4 separate regions of the Gossypium hirsutum genome follow, and all the other regions are linked to region 3. The links are chromatin contacts, called in public Hi-C maps. All regions are on one chromosome and are shown on one strand. The core of a region is the stretch at or near the end of the contact, and the rest is flanking DNA. Distances in the headings are between cores, read along the strand shown.

Region 1 (3,107 bases), core at 131-2,630, 220 kb after region 3:
CAAAAAAAAAGCAAAAAAGTGATAAACGTTCATACCTAAAATGAACATATAAGCATTGTCCATTAAACATAAGCCTCTTCTTTCTTTTCAAAGAACGCCGAATGTCAACTTGGACTCTTATACGCATATAGTTACGGTTCTCCTTCCCCAAACTAGAGCCATCATACTCCATGAAGACCCCTATAAAGTTTCGAATTTGTGCTGCCAGGTTCTCAGAATAGAAGCCAATAGGGATATTATTAATTTGAACCCAAAAGGGAGAATAAATAAGAGGGACTTTTAGGGGATCTTCTCCCCACTGCAATTGATATAATAACAATAAATGATTATTGAAAGTCCAAGGAGAACCCTTTAACACCCTTTCCATATCCATAACATGAAAAAACTGAAACAAATACCTTTTTTTCTCCTAAATCTCGAATTTGAACACCCCTTACCGGATGCCACAGATTGCCCATGGTATTTTTCATTGCTTAAAGTGGATTGTACTAGCTGTCAAAAAACAACCCACTAACGTAGATACTCCCATCATCCTTTCTGCAGTTTGCTCAACTTGAAGTTGCAAGATCTCATCTTCCTCCTCATTAATTGTTAATCCAGCAAATTCTACCTCCATATTTTCCTAACAATTTCCTACCAATTACGAATGAGTATACCAAAATACTAATCAGAGAATCAAAAAGCAAATCATGCCGTTTGATTTGAACAAAGACTGAAAGAACAAAAAAACCTAAATTCTGCCAGAGAAAGCAGACAGAGACGTGCTAGGGTAGCAGACTATAGGGAGGAAGGAGAATTTACGTTCTACATATCACAGAATTAAGTATTGGAATAATTAACAAAGGTTGAGGCTTAAAATTCGTAAGTGTCTAAGATTGATTTTTGTTTTTCGTAAAATTCTATCCATATTTATTTTAATTTAAATTTCATCGTTTTTGTATAAAATTATTCTAGTTTAGAAAATTTTATATTAGTGATTCGAATGTAATAATTTTTTATATTGTAGTTGTACTCCTAACAAAATTACTAGTAATATACTTTCTTCGATTTTGGTATTGATAGAATCAGCTGTATCAGGCAATACTAATTATTATGCTTTCATGCCGATTATTGATATAAATTTTTTTATTTTTTAAATTAATTTATTTTTTTATATTTTTATATTTATATTTAAAATATATTAAATATGATTATTAAAATTTCATGGAAAATATGACCATTAAAATAAGTTATTAAACTTAATTAATATAATATTTTTAAACTATTTTTTATTTATATTTAAAAAATTAGATGTTAAATATATATAATTTTGTAAATCGAATTAAATCAATAATTTATATTATATATATCATTAAATTAGACTCTAAAATAAAATCATATTTAATTTAAATTTGGGCAATCCTTGTTTGATTTTTCTAATAACTTAAGCTAAGAGTTTATTTTTAAAAAAATTATAATTGCATTCACACTGTTGAAATAGATATAATTGCAATTAATCAATACAATGAATAACTAGATTAAGAAGCAAAATACATCTAACTTAAATTAAAATAATTCTCAAAGAACTCATTAAAATCTAGAACTTAAAATTGTTACTGTTTCTTTATTACCATTGGTGATGATTTAAGATAAAGAATTATTTTAAGAGTTTGTCTGTTTAGAATGTAATACCTCAATATTCGATCCGATTGTTAGGTTAAGGTATCAAAATATCATATTCTTTGTCAAAGTAATTATAGAAATTTCAGATTGATTTATCTTATTATTTGATTATTGAAGACCGTTTTACTCATTTTAGTAACAATTGAATTTATGAAATAACTATTTATGAGTTAAAGGATCTCATTAAAACATATATGATATTCAATCAAATATAACAAAATTTATAAAAATAACACAATTATTAAAGTTTTACAAATAAGTCCATTGGAGGACTTGCACTTTTAAAGTAGTTTACTCATTTTATGTATATTTCATATTTATTTCTAAATTGTTCCAATTAATTTAATTATTCATAAAATTTTAGCCAATATTCCAAAATCAAATCAATTAACAATTATTCATTTATTATTTTATCAATTCATTTAAACATTCTCACATGTATTAATCATTCCATCACTTATAACCATTTTGTAACATTTTAAATTCATCTACTATTTTTTCCTCCTCATCCTTTATGTATATATATTAGGATATTTAGTTTTTAGCATGACATGTTTATACGTAACATTAACTATAATTCAACTATTTACTTATGTGTTCATATCAAAGTTGTCCACTTGTGTCATAGTCACTAAATTATTTATATCTTGAGCTAAAGATTTCGAAATTAAGATTCGCTTGATGTTTTTGAAACTAGACTCAAATATATTTTTACCATAAAAATTTCAGAATTTTTACTTTATCCAACCAGTAAATTAAATTCTTCAAATTTGCCCCTATTCTGCTACTTGACAGCTTCGACCTTTCTTTACTAAAAATTAATTATCTCTTAGTACGGGGTTTAGATAATGTTTCTATTTTATTCTCTTGAAAATAGAATCATTAATAATTTAAACATATAAATTTAATCCCCTAATAATATATTTAAAATTTTTTATGATTTTCCAAACTCATAATACGAGGACTCGAATCCATTCTGACCTTATCCCACAACAAATAATATATCTCAAAATATAAAATTTCATTTCTTACATTGTTTCTTCCATGCAAAACTAGACTCAATAAGCTTTAGTTTCATATTTGATTCACCCTCTAAATCATTTCCTATTCTTTTTGGTGAATTTTCAAAATAGAGTCTCTACTGCTGTCTAAAACTATTTTTAGTAAATTTCTCTACTTTTCCATGGTTCTTTACATTACTTTCATTTAATCATACATAGTCATTATACCTTTATTTATATTCAATTTAATCACTCATATTTATGTGTAGACAGCATACTCATTCCTTAATATTAATACTTTTTACAACACACATCTTATTATCTCTTACTTGAAAGCTTAGTATTTCAAGTTTCTACATGTCATGCTTCATACATACTTTCTATTTCAAGAATTTAGATTAAAATACACATTTCATACATTTTATTCACAACATATTTAATTCA
Region 2 (2,879 bases), core at 79-2,578, 250 kb before region 3:
ATAATAATGAACGAACATTAAAAAGAACTAAAAGCAAAAGGAACCGATAGATCTATCAATCCTTTCAATCATAGCCAGAAAACAATAGCAAGGGACTTATTCTATGAAACCAAACGTATCAATTTTGTATTCATTATACAAAATCCTGGTCAGAAAATTAGCTCCTATAACCGAATAGAAAAATGCCGAGATCCCACTTCTTTCAAAGCACACGTCTAGTCAATAACAAATTACAATTTTATTCAAAAAGGCAAATCAGGTTTCTTCTATTTAAAATTGGACGCCATATCTGGTTAACTTGGTGTGAGTTACCATATTCCTTCCATTAATCACATTCTCAACATTAGTTTCACAAACTTGAAATAAATAATCATGTGAACGGCATCAAATATCCCTTATGGATAATCCCCAAATTGAATGTTGATTTCAGGAATTTCAATATTCAGGAACCCCTTTTCACAAATCATTGAAAATAATAACCGGGTTTATCTTCAAACAATTCCTCCAAAGCATCAAAAGATGAGTTCATCTCTTCTCCCAAACATTTAACTCAAGGCAACATAAGAAAAATCCAGAAACACAATGCCCAACATTTCAAGAGATACCCAACCAGAACACTATGTTTCCAAATTCCAAGCTCGAAAAAATGAAAGAAATGTCAATGAAATAAAGAAACCGATAGTATAGATCTAATCAATATTGCATCTTAGAAGAAAGCAATAAAATGACTATCAGAGACAAGCAAACAGAGCAAACCCAGATAATGGTTCGGATTAATAAACAAAACCCAAATTATATTTGGACAAAGAAACAAACCCCATAGCTTAGAATTCAAGAATTACAACTGGAAATAAAGATCAGAAACTAGTTAAGAAAAGGAAACAAACCTTTGAGATCTGAAATGGGGGGGAGAGAGAGAGATGGAGAGAGAGCACGCTTAACTTAAGGGAAGCAAAGTGATATGTAAGAAAAAAAATAGGCTTTTTAATTCGGCTTTTGGTATTTATAGGAGAAACTGGACCAATAAACTTCGAACAAGGCACCAAAATTTTGGACTTTCACCTACTCTTTCTGGCCTGGAGTTACAATTATATTTTTGAGTGTGTACCGAATACACCGCCGCTACCTGGAAAGAATCTACCAAAAAGTGTTTGATTTTGTTTTAGATTATTTCAAGTTTTTGTTGGCTTGCCAAGAAGAAATTGTGGCCGATGGTTGAATGGATGGTTTCTACTTTCTACAGCTAAGATTTGCTTGCCTTTTCCGACCCTTTTTAATTCCTCTTTCTTTCCTTTTTTCCTTTTTTTTTCTCTTTAATCAAAGTATTTTGTTTTTCCTTTTCACAGAAATGATAAATAAATAATAGAGGTGACGTATTAATGATTTTTTTACTAAATTATAAAAAATTATAAAATGATGATCTAATTATTAATAAATTCTTTTATCACCTAAATATAAAAAATTATAAAATAATTACTTAACTATTTAATTTTATATATTTTTTAGTTTGACTAACATAAAAACAAAAACTCCGATAAACTCAAGATAATTTGAGCAACCAAAAAAAAAACATAATTAGATGACTACTAATTAATTTACCGAAAAAAACTTCTAAAATTTAATGTAAAAATTAAGAATTAATTACACTAAACATCCCTAAATTATGACCCTCATTTTAAATTGATCTCTAAGGTTTAAAACATTCTAATTACATGCTCAACTATCGGTGTTATATCAATCAAGTCATTTCATTATTAATATCGCTAATTTAACCATTAAATAAAACATTAAATCTTATATGACAATTTAAAATAATTTTTTTAAAAAAATAAAATATTGTCTCACAACTTTTAAAATTAAAAACTAAAATAAAATAAAATTGAAGAAAGAGAGAGTGAAGGAAAAAGTTTCTTTAAAAATTTTAAAAATCTCAAATCCAAGATTTTTGCAATATTCATTTTTATTTTAAATTATGACAGATGAGTCTATTTAACGGTTAAAATGACAATTTTAATAACGAAAGGATCTTACTAATATAACATCAATAGTTTAGGAAGTAATTAGGGTGTTTTAAAGTTTAGGGATTAATTTAAAATAAGAATCATAACTTGGGATGTTTGGTATAATTAACTAAAAATTAAAGTATAATTCAGGGAACAATTTACTAATAAAGCATTTTCTTTTTTGCTAGATATTTTGGTTACTTTTTATTTTGTTCATTTTATTCGACAACTTGTAATAATAATTTCTTATGGTTTCCTCTTTTTTATTTATTGAAAACATATAGTAAAACATATTAAATTTGGAGGATTCATCGTAAAAAATAAGTTAATTTTACACATTTACATAATTTTTTTTGTAAAATTAATATTTTAATAATTTAAAAGGTTATTATGTTAATTTGCCACTACTTTAGACGTAATATTTTACTTTCATTGATATGTATGAATTAAAAGTAAATTTACCGCTATGTTTTTACTTTACATTGATTTTTGTCTTTTTACTTTTATTTGATTGAATTTTCTGGCTAAAATTATTTTTTTTTGTTGTGTTTTGCTATTCAATTTCAAAAAATTTGAAGACAAAACTTAATAAAAATATTTTTTATATATTATTTTAATTTTTGACATTAACAAGGTAATTAAAATAATATTAAAATTAATAAAATGGTTATTGTAACAGCTCGATTTTGGGCCTAGTCAGAACAGTGGTTTTGGGACCACAAATCCAAAGTTAGAGAAAGTATTTTATTAATATTTTAGACTTATAATAAAGTTTATATTAGTGCATGGAAAATTTGGTGAAATAATTTTAGCGTTTGCTTGCTTAATTTCGAAAAAGGACTAAATCGCATAAAGTGCAAAAGTCTTAAATTGATA
Region 3 (3,134 bases), core at 53-2,552:
ATTTGTTATTTTTTAAAATAATGATAATTTAGTAATTTTACAAATGAGTTGATTGTACCTTATATAGTGTATATATACAATTGATGGAGGTAATAAAATATGGGTATTAAAATGAAAATGTATAAAAGTTATTAAAACAAAGCTTTAGTTAATTGGTTAATTTAAATTTTATCAATACAATTTACAGGGGTTCTAGTTTTATTATATGTATATTTTGATTGGTTTTTTAATTAAAAGATTAAAATACCTTCGAATAATATAATTTATTTTAATTATAGAAAGATATTCTTGTAATTCTTTAATCGAATTAGTTACTGATTTACTCGTGACAACAACTTAGTTAAAATCTTAAATAACAGTATAGATATGATATAGATGAGGAAATTAAGGGATGTAATTAACCTTCTCATAAACCCAATGTCCAGTACCATCACCTCCATCTTTCCTGTATACTTCAGAATCATAGTATGGATCCTATACAATGAATGTTCTAAATCAGATACTTCAAAGCTCAAATCAAAAGAAAGCCACCCATTATATATCAATTATAGCGAACAAAATCAATGGACATATGATTATACCTTGGTGGACCCAAAAAACAAACATCCCCAGCAAGTGAACATAATGTAGAAAGCATCTACAAAGCAAAAAAGGACCAAAGGAAAATTCTTCAGCATTTCATCATATAGCTTCAATACGTAAATCGTTGACCAATTTGAATGAATGAATGAATTGATGGAAAAACACTTACAAACTTTTTTAATGGCTTCATCACTAAGATGCCAAATAGATTTATTGGTTATAATTTCTCTTTGGGCATCAAGTTGTTGAACATGATGAACTAAAACTGCCATTAGAGGCCAATCTGGTAGAGCATTAACTTTAACAAAAGCTCCCCTTCTTTTACTCTTGTTGCCTTCATCAATCTATATGTATATACATCACAAATTTCAAGCTGGTACTGCAGTAACATCCCTGCAAATCAAATCACTCACCAAACTACTTACCTGCTGGCAGCCATTGTTGAAAAGCCTGGTGCTGCTTGAAAATGGGTAGTTGCCGAATTTGGTAGGTTGAAGATAACTACAGTGAATCCATGGTTTTAAAATGGTGAAGCTCATATTTGGCTTGTAGAATGTGGTAGTTCTTTTTTCTTTTTTTTCCTCCAAAAGTTATGGATTTTTGGTACTTTAGTTATGTGAGTGAAGGGTTAAGTAGATAAGGCACTCATTTGCATCCATTCTTACTCGGCCCGGTCGGGTCACGATCCGTTTTAAAAAAAAAAAAAATCATGTCAAATCTCGGCCTGATCCGATTAGTGGGTCACTTTTATTATTAAATTTATTATAAAATAATGGTTTTGAAAAATATATATTTAATCAACAGTAGTGATAAAATATGAGAACAACTCAATTTGTATTATTTTTCTAATATCATATTATATTTTATGTCGTGTTTTAACCTTTGCAATTCTTTCTCAATTACATGCAATCTTAACTAAAACAATAATAGTTCATCATAATCTAATTTTTAGACTTTAACTTAACAATTATCCCACACTAAAATTGAAATACTTTTTTTATCTAAATTTAACTTGAAATTTAATAATTGTCTCACATTAGAACATGGCCTTTTTTCCAAAAATATAAAACATTAATCTAAATTAAAAAATTTCAAACTCAACATAAAAACATTTTGTGAAATTCAAACCCAAAATAATATTAACCCTAATATTTCTTGGAATATTTTCATGTGAACTCAAAGGAAAATCAAAACTGCCAAATGTTTACCTGCTGCAAATCAATCCTAGTTTTTAGGTAGGGACGAAAAATAGGAAAAAAGCAACAAACATATTAAGGTGTAGGTTATCTGTCCAAGACTCCAACCGACCACTTCTTTTGATTAATCTTGTTTTTATTCGATTATTTGTTTGTTGTGTATGTTGGATATTTGATGAAGGAAAGATTGAAACAGAAAGCGATACAATAAAATAGAGAAGTGTTTGGATTATAATTTTTTTATTTTTCATTTCAACATATTAATTTACATAAACATCTACGCTTAAATAAGCTGAATATAATAATAAAATACTACAACTTGATAAATCTTGAAACTTGGAGAGCTTTCAAGCTTGGTGAGCTCGCATATTTGGTGAGCTCGCAGTTTTGATGACCTCGCAGTTCGCACTATTGATAAGCTGGCAAATATGGTGAGCTCACAGTCTTGGTGAGCATGTAGTTGTGTAGGAGCTAGATTCGCCAATGTATGAATAGCTAGAACGACGAAATTTTGCAAGTGTACACAATCACTAACAAGTAATAAAGTGACAAGTAAATGTCGAGTTATCATACCCATAAGGACTGTGAAAGAAAATATTTATGAAATACAACTTTAAGCAATTTGGTGAAAGAAAAATATATTGATTTGAAGAAGTTTTTATAAAACTAAAAATTAACTAAGACAAATAAAAAGTAAAAATGTTCCAATACACGATTTCTGAAAATGAGTTTAATCAATATGACATAAATGTATTAAATCAATTACATTCCTTAACTTAGAATTACTAAGCCCATGTTCATGTTGTTATAAATAATTTCACGACAACTTGGTATTTTGTTAACTAAACCATTTGAATTAAATCTAAGCCATTTTAATTAAATCAAGAACAACAACACAACAAATATTCATGTTCATAATCACAACATAAACGAGAAAAATTAAAGAGAAGAGCAGAACTAGGAAACAAATCTTGGTGTTTCTCCGAAGCCAGACTAGTGTCCTCATCATCTTCACAGCTCGTTCTGTCGATTCAAGGCCTTAACTAACATTTAAATGTTGCTACTCCAAGGGAGATGCAAGCTCTCTTTCAAGAGTGGAAATCACCAAAGGAAGATGGCAAGAAAATGGGAAAACAATGAAGGAAATAGAAGAGAGAAAGGTGAAGAATATGTAGGATGTGAGTTGTGTGAAATGAGGAAGGGAATAGGGGTATTTATGTAACGCCCCAAAAATGTTATATTTTGGTTTTGTGAATTGTAACACAAATGTGCATCTGCTACAGTGGTTAAGTGTTTTGGGTGTGTGTGTGAAGTTTCAAGTTCAAGTCCTATTTTGGGCAAATTTTGGTATTTTTC
Region 4 (3,157 bases), core at 544-3,043, 210 kb before region 3:
GGGATTGGGTGTGCCTCAACTCGTATAATTTTACCTCCAAGGATCTTGTCCTTTGCTCTGTTTCTAGTGGCTAGCTGGAACTTCTTGATATCATTCTTGTGAGTCACTGTCCCGGTTCCAACTGCAACATGATCGCATTTGGGAAAAACCCAACCATAGAAATCCGGTGAAACATCATCTCCTACGTACATTTCAGCAAGATTCTCGTAGTAAACCATTTTGTCATCAGGGATTTTGATTCTCTCCTGCAATCACAACGCAATTTCATGAATAACCAAACCGAAGACATAATGTGGAGAACATGCTTCCCTGTCGAAGGCAAAGCTTGGTGCACACAATCATGGGTTTGATATTAAAATTAGAATCTCTAGCATCTGCAGCCCCTTCCCCTACTTTCAGATTGTGATCCCAGTCTTTTATATCCAAATAAAAAGGACCAATTAGTGTTCGTCGCTTGACCGGTTAACCCTATAGATTACTTCCTTTCTATAAATTTAGTGCATATATTTAACTCTATAAACTATTGTCTTTCTATAAATTTAGTGGAAAAGAAACACTTCCACAAAAAGGATGAGCCCCACAATGAATATTTTGAGCTAAACCATGCATTGAATAAGAACCTGAGATCTTGTTTAAGGGGACATTGAGCTCTTTACCAACACTCAACCAACAAACATCAAATAATAGTACTACATTAATAAGCATACTTAAGCATCCCAATGGTAAAGAGAAGCCTTTGCTACTGTTAGATTTCAAGTTTAAATCCCCAACTTATATGTGAAAGGGTGTTCAATTATGATCCTAATTTCTACTTATTCATACATGGATTCTCGGGAAAAATAAGCAAATCAACAACAAATAACTCGAAAATGGGTAAAAATATTTGTAAAAGAAAATTGAAATCTGTCTCAGAACAATATATATTACATATGCATGTACCTGAAATGCAATGGCGTAATCATAATCGCCAGCATTAATGGCTTTAGCAACACGAGAGTTAGCGCCATCAGCTCCAATCACAGCATCGACTTCCAAAGTGGCTTTGGCTCCCATAGCTCCTTTCTTCCCATCATACTCGGTGTAATGCAAAACATAGGGTTCTTCCCAATGTTTAGGCATATCCATCTTTAAGAACAGCCCATTTATAACGTTAGCTCCATTCTCCTTAGCTCTGTCTCTCAAGTAAGCGTCCAGTACTTCTCTTCTCACCATCCCAATGTATTCATGTGGTTTCAACGTTTGCCCGATGTCGACGGCAATGTTGGAGGGCGAAATCATCTTCATCTTGGTGACTCGCCGGTCGATGATATCCAAAGGCAAGTCAAATTCACCCACCATGCAAAGCGGGATGGCTCCGCCGCAAGGTTTGCAGTTGTCCAGTTTTCGTTCGATTAGGAACGTTTCTATGCCAGCCTTCGCGAGAGTTTCGGCGGCTGAGCCTCCTGCCGGACCACCCCCTATGATGGCTACCCTGAGGTTGCGGTTGCTTAGTTTTGGAGAAGTTTTGGCGGCTGACACATGGAATTTGACAGCAGGTTTGGAAAGGGTGGTGGTAGTGGAAGTGGGGCTGTGGACGGCGGAGCTATGGCGGAGGCCGTGGAAGGGCTTGAAAGCAATGGAGCTCATTTTTGAGAAATGTCAGAACTGAGGAAATGAAATCTTCAGTGGGAGTGTATTTGTTTTTGTAATAAAAAGGTGGATATGGTTGGGGATATGAGAAGGAAGTGACCGTTGGATTTGGAAAATAGACGGTGGAGATTGGGTTGTGGATATTAAGAGATAGATTTCGAGTTTTGTGCAGAAATTGCAGTTGAGAGTTGAGATTCGATGTATTCTATGGTTAGCTTTGTGCCACGTCATGCACTCTTTTTCTGGTAAATACGTCCGTTACCTTTCTGCATGCACCTCTATTTTAAATATAATATAAAGTGTGAAAATAACATAAGATATTTTTGGTAGGCATTTATCACTCTATTTTTTTCTGGTTCAGATCATAAAATCATTATCTTTTAAATAGGATTTAAAGTTTTATGCTTTTCAATTAATTTTTTTTTAAATTATTTAATTGTTGATTTAATCGAATTTTTAATAAGTTTAACTGTTATGTGTAAATTCATAATCTAATTTATTTAAAATTACTTTTCGAATCAATACCTTAATCGATTTTTGATCCAATCGATATTTAATTCGATTAAAATTTTAAATCACAAATATAATAGTTATAAGATTATATTTGACCACTTAAATTTTTAACGTTGTGTTATCATTTTATCCACAATACATAAAAGGATAGATGATGAATATATCAAATATTAACCTACAATTATATATTGTCAAACAGTTTAAATATATGTGAATCTATTTATTTTATATATTTTTATACATTATAATATATTAATTTTTTAAAATTTAATAAATTGTTTGTATCTTAGTTTTATATTGTTTTTAAAATTATTAAATTTAGATTTAATTAAAGCACTTTTCCAAACTTATTTATTTGATTTTAGTAAATCTTGTAAAATTAAGAAGCCAAACATACGTGGGAAAATTAGGGATATATGTTAAACTTAAAACAAAATTAGGGATTTAGGTCATTTTAATAAAAAAAAATTAGAATAATAAGTCGATTTTGGAAAGAAAAGGCAAAAACGCAACCTATATGACACATTTTCAGGTGACGTGGCATTAGGATAGGACAAAAACGCGTTCTATAAGATGTGCTTTCACCAGAATATGAAAGCCCTCTAAAGGTAGTAAATAATATTTATTTATAAGGAGAAATAGAAGAATCCTAGTTAAATAAAAATAGCACAAATAATGTTTATTTAATAGAAAATACTCTCCTACTCTAACACTTGATAATTTAATCCAACCCAATATTTATTTATTATTTCTCAAAATAAATATTATTTTATTTAATTAATTTCATTAATCAAATTAACTAAATTAGTTTTCCAATTAAATAATTTTCTCAACCTCATTCTAATCCAGTTAAAGTCATTACTACTAACCATGACGGTTTTATCGTAAAAAAATCTATGAGGAAATATATTTAATTTTCATACTTAATGCATGCATTTATAAGAACTAATTAATTTAATTCTATTTTCAAAATTCAATTATAATTTAAAAATTTTAAATTAATTCTCAAGTCGTT

What was found. Hi-C and Micro-C count contacts between places; a contact is called where the count stands out from the background.
Region 1: a Hi-C map of hypocotyl shows a contact between it and region 3, with 5 times the contacts expected there. The contact joins the promoter of LOC121203592 here to the promoter of LOC107886148 in region 3. A contact is called at or near these places in 15 of 34 Hi-C or Micro-C datasets (callus, hypocotyl, leaf and 1 more).
Region 2: a contact with region 3 is called in a Hi-C map of leaf, with 2.3 times the contacts expected there. The contact joins the promoter of LOC107886143 here to the promoter of LOC107886148 in region 3. A contact is called at or near these places in 2 of 34 Hi-C or Micro-C datasets (both in leaf).
Region 4: a contact with region 3 is called in a Hi-C map of leaf, with 1.7 times the contacts expected there. The contact joins the promoter of LOC107897682 here to the promoter of LOC107886148 in region 3. A contact is called at or near these places in 3 of 34 Hi-C or Micro-C datasets (all in leaf).

Annotation. Positions count from the first base shown.
Region 1 is chrA03:18,485,582-18,488,688 of Gossypium_hirsutum_v2.1, forward strand. LOC121203592 (transcription factor MYB34) reads left to right here and starts at 1,381. Exons shown (of 3, transcript XM_041096780.1): 1 at 1,381-3,107. LOC121219118 (a long non-coding RNA gene) reads left to right here. Exons shown (of 3, transcript XR_005915840.1): 3 at 1-1,047.
Region 2 is chrA03:18,019,259-18,022,137 of Gossypium_hirsutum_v2.1, forward strand. LOC107886143 (malate dehydrogenase, chloroplastic) reads right to left here and starts at 1,329. Exons shown (of 2, transcript XM_041096753.1): 1 at 888-1,329.
Region 3 is chrA03:18,268,131-18,271,264 of Gossypium_hirsutum_v2.1, forward strand. LOC107886148 (photosynthetic NDH subunit of subcomplex B 4, chloroplastic) reads right to left here and starts at 1,303. Exons shown (of 5, transcript XM_016809991.2): 1 at 1,008-1,303; 2 at 752-926; 3 at 582-637; 4 at 403-474. The coding sequence starts at 1,121.
Region 4 is chrA03:18,060,927-18,064,083 of Gossypium_hirsutum_v2.1, forward strand. It overlaps LOC107897682 (geranylgeranyl diphosphate reductase, chloroplastic), which reads right to left and starts at 1,794. Exons shown (of 2, transcript XM_016823212.2): 1 at 940-1,794; 2 at 1-245. The coding sequence starts at 1,626.